2 separate regions of the Zea mays genome follow, and region 2 is linked to region 1. Evidence: chromatin contacts called from public Hi-C data. All regions are on one chromosome and are shown on one strand. The core of a region is the stretch at or near the end of the contact, and the rest is flanking DNA. Distances in the headings are between cores, read along the strand shown. Region 1 holds the start of LOC100277026. Region 2 holds the start of LOC100283515 (caltractin).

Region 1 (3,506 bases), core at 94-2,593:
ATTGGAGTCAGCTGACCACCGCAGACCCCCTAAATCCGCCTCGGTCTTGTACAGTGCTTGTGCGGCGGCATGTAAAACAGTTGGATGTGCAACAACCGACGCAAATTGACCTCTCTTTCGCTCTGACGGTTGGTTTGTGGGCATTTTCTAGAATGGGTTTGTAGGTTCTAGGAAGCGGTCGTTACTTTGTGGCTGGATGCCTCGAAAAAGGAGGGTGGTATTCATTTTTGGTTCAATTCTTTCCTGAAGCGTAAATTGTACTTCGTATGCATTATTTATTGATCATGCTACAGTGCCGTGGAAGAGGTATTTCTGCTCTACGTGGCCGTTTGTCTAGGCTGTTGGAGAAAAGCCAGGAATGCATTATACAGCGCTTCCCAGACACAACACGTCAAGCTATGGTGGCGCCAAACTCCTGATACCACAGCTGTGGCGAGATTTTACACTAGAGAAACCTGTGGCTGCTAGCCTCCTGTCTTTCAGTTCAGTCAGAAGATCACTTTATTGCACACGCATGGTAGCAGCATTTCTGAAGATATATGATATTGTCCGGCAACCAAGAAGATTGCCATGACGAACACGGACAGGCAACCGAGACAAGACAACAGCACATGAAATGGAACAGATACTTCAGTCCCAGTCGTCTACGTGACCAGGTAGATGGGACCGTAGGCCTCCCGTCTGACCCCGTAGCTCACCTGGTCAAGCTGCATGTAATAACAGGGCAGTTCGTCGACTTCGTCCCCGCCAGCAACCGCAGGCGCAAAGCACTCTGCCGCCGTGCGCCGGACCACGCGGACCAGACTGGCGCACTCTTGCAGCATTGCGCTGCTGGGCCGCTTCTGCTTCAGGCTGCTGGGTTTGTGCTTCACCTTGTTCTGAAACATGGACAGAAACCTCTTCCATGTCGGCTTCTTCGGAGGAGCGTTTGGGCCTGGACTGCTGCTCTGTCTACGTTTCGTTGCGTGGCCAGATACTCCCCTCCCCTGATCTGGCATGAGAATCGGCAGCAGTTCAGGTTCAGGCTTGAGTTGCGCAGCATGTAGATCAGTAGATGTGAGAGAAAAAAAGATGATGGGGCATGGTTAAGGTTTGTACAGAGCTTCTGAAATCTGAATGGGTAGGGTATACCGAGATCACCTTGGGTTGGTCCTGGTGGGCAGCGCAAGCAGTTGTCCGTGTCCCACAGCAACTCTTCTTCGTCATCTGAAATCTCGCACCGGCGGAAACAGGGGGGGGGAAAGCTACACTGCGCAAATGGTTGAGAGCAAGAGCAAGTCATGGATGGACAGCTCAGCTAAGAGCAGACCATGGCGATGTGAAACGGATCACCAAGTACTAGTATCTACGAGGAGCAGCCGTATACACTGTTGGGCAGGCAGGCTGAACTGGAAAGGCAGGGGTGCTAGTAAATACAAAGGACAGTGCATTGAATTAGATAATACAGTGTCGATTTGTCACAGGAGATGCCCCTGCACTTGGATAATTTCTGCACACCTGCTACCAACATTTGGAGCCGTGCTATTATGATTCGGAGTCAGTGTGCACCGCTTTCCTGTTCGGCTGGCTGGCAGTACTGCAGCTGTGCTGTTTAAACACTGTAATTTATAGAGGCAAAATACTATAAAAGTCGCACTCCGAATAAAACAGTAACAAGCCACAGCCAACAAACCAAGCTTTACCTCGAAACCTAACTAGTATTTTGTAGTCAATCTGGACAAGCTTTGAACTAGGAAACAGGAAACATTTTTGGGCAGCCTTCTGCACGGCATGGGGACCAAGACTGAATCTTTGGAGACAGCAGAACAATTTGTCAGGGGGCAGGGAACCTGAGTTGGGACAAACACATGTGAAGGATGCAGCTAGCGGCATTAGCAGATTTCACGGGTGACTGCATTGGATGGATGAACATGACATCATCTCTGTCAAAAATAAATACATATGACAAGTACTAGGTAAATACCCGTGCGTTGCAACGGAAAAAATATTGCAACATTAACATATGTATGACCACATATTATGTTGTAATAAAAATTAAGTTGTCTCTAGAACTTTGTAATAGTCCTACATCAACAAAATTAAGTTCATAAAACAAATATAGTACACGAGCTCTCGATAGGGAACATTTTGCTACATCTCCGATGACCACACAATTTCAACAAACCCACATGTACTTGCATGATGGTCACAAACTTGAATGCTACCTATAGTACATTTCAGCAGGCTAAGTAAATCATTGCCCCGGTTGAGCAAGCCTAACTTCGGTCACTTCTAAACATCTATACATACAGCTGTGTGCACTTTACGATAATTTCTATGGTACATATCTTGCGCACCTTGATGTGCCATGTGCAGCATCACAATCTCATTGTGGTTCCTACTTTTTTATGCACCATACCTAGAAATAGGAGACATGCACCCTATTAGCAATCAGTGGCAGTATATAATAAAAGAACTATAAAAGGTTCATCAGCTGAAATAGAAAACCATTCATAAAAATAGAAAACAACAAATTGACACTTATCCGAACGATTTCAGCCACCTCCCATCCATCATACCATATCAGCAGCTAGGAATTACAAATTATAAAGCACAAACAAAAGGACAGGACACCAGTACAACATAATTCACATCAATAAATATGAAGGATTATTGGTCCAACTCAATATAATACCTTGTCTGCATGTCGAACATAATGTATAAGAGGATCCATAGTAGTTGCAGAGTTCCCATAAGGCTCATACATGGATATAGCAGGCTAAAATAGGATAATAGAAATGTGTGTACAAATAGTAGTGGTGTCTAAAATAGCTAAAACTGACTATAGCGCCTGTTATAGGCGGCTACACAGTTTTCTAGGGACAAAAGAATTGGGCACACTGCACCAAAATATTTCCCCTTTTTCCTTTATATTGGGAAACATAAATAAACAAAAGGATGATTTTTTGCTTCTATTGTTGATCAAGCAAGAGATAAACCTCATATTTCAGATAACATTCGAGAACATCTAAAAACATTGGACCACTTTTAGCACTCTTGCTCCCCTCAGCTCCACTTTTGTTAGAGAAGTCTTTCAGTTCATTCTATTAGAAGTCCGGCTGATTTACAAATAAAATAGGGAAACATATGAATGGATATAGATATCCAAAATGTAAAAATGAAATATTATGAATGGTCACCAGTTACCAGGTTACACTCTGGAAAGTAAAGTTTCATTGTGTGACTTAGTTGTGGTCACTCCAAGTATTCACAAACAAGTGCAGCCAGTAACCTATCTGCAAGCAATAGAAATCCTAGAATGTAAAACCATTCCATGTTATGAGCAGCTTGCAAAACACATGGCTAAACAAAAATACTGGCATCTTTACAGGTAGAAGGAATGACTACAAATCCAAATCTTATGACTGAAGCACAAGTAAATAATAACAAGCATGAAAGACCCCCCCAACCCCCCTCCCAAAAAAACCCAATAAGCAGACATAAAATAATAGTCAAGTCCAGCAAGG
Region 2 (3,535 bases), core at 130-2,629, 130 kb before region 1:
ATGCCATGCCATACATATCATCCATGCAGATCATCACCACACACGCGCACGCACCCTACAACTAAGGAGCCATTTACGTTGTCGTCGCCATTGGCACACGTCACGCGTACGTACCTCCGGTGTCATCTCGAATCCAAGGGCTCTGCAAAACATAGTAGGATGCAGCACGCGCACGCATTAGCTAACAAACTCCTGGCGACCTTTGTAGTAGAATGGAAGCTCGGACGGAGAGCGCGAGGTCGCATATATACCTCATCGCGACGTTCAGCTCCCTTGCATCGATGGTGCCTGGAGGATGCAAGCAGGTGAAAGGTGAAAGTCACAGCGGCCGCCATGGGCGAACACATGCGCATGTGTTTGTATATATAAACGCTACATCACTAGCACGTCACCGACCGGAGCCGTCGATGTCGAAGAGGTCGAACGCCTCCTTGATCTCTTTCCTCTTCTGCGCCGTCAGCCGCTTTCGCCGGACTTTGTCGGTCCGGTAGCCGGCGGAGTTGGGAGGAGGAGGACGGTCGGAGGCCTCGTACGTGCCCGTCTGCGCCACACCAACAACGTTCAGTTTTCAGAGAGAGAGGAGAAAAAATGGTTCTTTTTTTACAGGGACGACGAAATCACGGTGCCGCCGCTTCCGATCCGACTCATATGTATGGCAGCGTCCCAAATCATCGAGAGCAAGAACAGACGGGCTTTGGCTTTGCCACGATTTGGTAATCAACTCTGAAGAAAACAAAATTACGCCGTTCTGTTGTGGTCTGTCAGAGCAGGTGCTTACAACCACAATGATGAGAGGTTCCTCTGTTTTCATCAGAAAACAAGTGAAGTGCAACTTAAACTGATGATACACACGAGTATCTAGAACCCAGTCTCTAGGATAACCCAGCAAGTAATAAGATCAATTATCTATATATAATATAACGGAGCCTGAATGACATGCATGGTTGAGCTTCAGGAATCACGAGAAGGGAGGGACTAGCGGCAAAAGGCAACCAAACATCTCGTCGCAGCATCCAACTAGTCTTGCTCATGAGGAACTGAAGCAGATTCTCATGGAAGGAACGACCAGCACGATTGATCCACTTAAACCAATAGCTAAACTCAAGTAGAGCAAAGCAGGGTCTAATCTAAGAGTTGAGAAAAGCAGAGGAGATCACTCCCATCAGGCCGTCGGCGAGCGAGAGTCACGTACCATTCGGGGACGCGCTGAACCTTGAACCCCGAGCGGCGGCGATGAAAAGAAAGAAAAAAAAAGCTTCGGTCGTTGGGTCTGCTGGCAGAAGTTGCTGGTGCAGCTGGGTTTCGTTTCTTGACGCGAGTGGAAGATGCAGCGGCAGCAGAAAAGGCGTATGGAAGAATAATGGTTTCTGGCACTTTCGCTACTCGTCAAGGAGAAGAGGACAGCGACGTAAAATAAAGGTTTTGACAAGCGAAGGATAGGAGAGAGACAGCGACGGGACGTGCCCACGGCCCACACGGGGTGCGTTGCAGCTACAAGGAAGCCGCCCACGGTGTCCTTCCAGCACAGGAGTGGGCACTTTTTCATCCGTATCTAAAATTTAGTTTTTTTTGTTAGGTCGGTTGATTTCTGTTTTTTATCTATGAAGTTCAGTATTTAATATCGTAATCGATTTTTATCCTATACTGAACCGAAATATAAAAAAACAGAAATACCAAACTTTATTAATTGTGAAATTAGACTATTTGATTACATGAACTAAATGTGTGACGTAACAAAATTGTTATTCACTTATTTTTATATGATGTATCTCTAAATTCTTGTATATATATATATTTTTTACTTTTTACAATCGTGTGTAATCTATCATGTAAACTTGTTGTATACATTGTCTTATAACCAAGTTTGGTGTTCGGTTTTTAGCGAAAAACCAAAGTAAAAAAAGAAAGCGAAACCGAACTTCTCGGTTTTTCATTTTCTAGCAAACCGAACGGTTTCTAATGTCCGTAAAATCACAGTTTCTCAAAACCGAAAAACCAAAGTGATGTTTAAAAAACCAAAGTTTTTAACCGTGGTTGCATGGTGTGTTGCTCATGCAAAATAGGTAAGATTTATTTAATCTAGTTGTTAGACGAGATATGGAGAAAAAAACAGATATGTGCGCTTCGCGTGTGACGCACAACCCGCGAAACCCATGTTTAAAAGGAGTTGAGATGGTTGGATGTGGCTTCGACGAGCAACATACCAACCTCGCTAAGGATTATTATTAATACATGGCTAGCTACATGCTCCCTCTAATAAATAAATGGACACCGAAATATTCGGGTATTTGCCGAGTAGTACTATCGGCGTTTCGGACTCGGGGGGTCCCTGGACCGACGAGTGAAATCGCTGCGTGCCCCTACCCAGATGGGTTGGCGCGGGATGGAACACAAGAGGTGGGACAAGCCTCGTATTATCCTACACCAGGGGTGTCGCTCGTAGTAGGGGTTACAAGTGCGTCGCGTGAGGGAGAGAGAGAGATACAGAGTGGGAGCCCGTTCGTCCGCTCCTTCCCCCGCGTGAACCCCCCTCATGATGGCCCTGGACCTCCCTTTTATAGACGCAAGGAGAGGGTCCAGACGTACAACGGGGGGCGTAGCTATGCACTAACGTGTCCGGCAGAGGAGTGCCTAAGCCCTGCGTACATGCCAACGTGGCTGTCGGGGGAGAGCTTGGGCCCTGTACACGTGATAGCGTGGCCGTCGGAGGAGCGCCTGAGTCCTGTAGGAGCACAGCTGGCAGTGCGGCAAGGATCCTGCTGATGTCTCCTTGCTGCTGTAAGGGGCTGAGAGCCACCAGCGTCATGGTGCACGCGGGGCACCATCATTACCCGTCACCGGGGTAAGCCAGATGGAACGCCGGTCTTGTTCCTTGTAGCCTGAGCAGGCTAGGAATAGGGTAATGATGTATCCCCTGTTGGCGTGGTCGGTCCGAGCCCAAGGTTGGGCGAGGCGGAGACTTCTCTTGAGGCCGAGGCCGGGGTCGGGCGAGGACGTGATTCCTCCCGAGACCGAGGTTGAGGCCGAGTCTGGGGGTCGGGCGAGGCGGAGACCTCCTCCCGAGGCCGGAGCCTGAGGTCGGGCGAGGCAGAGACCTCCTCCCGAGGCTGGAGCCTGAGGTCGGGCGAGGCGGAGCTTCCTGTTGCGCCCGAGGCCGAACTCGGTGGTTGATCGTGACTTGTTGTTAGTCTTTGCCTGGGTAGTTGGCACGGTAGTCGGAGCAGGGCGAGCGGCGCTATTTTCCTGTCACATCAGACAGTAAAGAAGAGGGGCGAAGTGACTGCGGTCACTTCGGCCTGGCCGAATGAGGCACGTGTGTCAGGATACGACGTCAGGCGTCCCCTGCATTGAATGCGCCTGCGAAGCGGTCGGTTGGTGAGGCGGTCTGGCCAAGGTTGCTTCACAACGAAGCCTGCCCGAGCCGGGCTTCGGGAGAGCCGAGGGGGCGCCCGCTGCCTGAGGAGGCCCTCGGGCGAGGCGTGAACTCGTCTAGGACTACTGCTCCAGCCCGAGGCTAGACTCGGGTGAGGTCGCG

Evidence for each region. Hi-C and Micro-C count contacts between places; a contact is called where the count stands out from the background.
Region 2: a Hi-C map of leaf shows a contact between it and region 1, with 5 times the contacts expected there. The contact joins the promoter of LOC100283515 here to the promoter of LOC100277026 in region 1. A contact is called at or near these places in 3 of 25 Hi-C or Micro-C datasets (ear, leaf and tassel).

The regions. Positions count from the first base shown.
Region 1 is chr5:38,683,423-38,686,928 of Zm-B73-REFERENCE-NAM-5.0, reverse strand. It overlaps LOC100277026, which reads right to left and starts at 1,343. Exons shown (of 2, transcript NM_001150699.2): 1 at 1,141-1,343; 2 at 488-991. The coding sequence starts at 1,282. The coding sequence ends at 645.
Region 2 is chr5:38,815,886-38,819,420 of Zm-B73-REFERENCE-NAM-5.0, reverse strand. It overlaps LOC100283515 (caltractin), which reads right to left and starts at 1,379. Exons shown (of 6, transcript NM_001156415.2): 1 at 1,193-1,379; 2 at 397-541; 3 at 252-288; 4 at 115-142. The coding sequence starts at 1,195.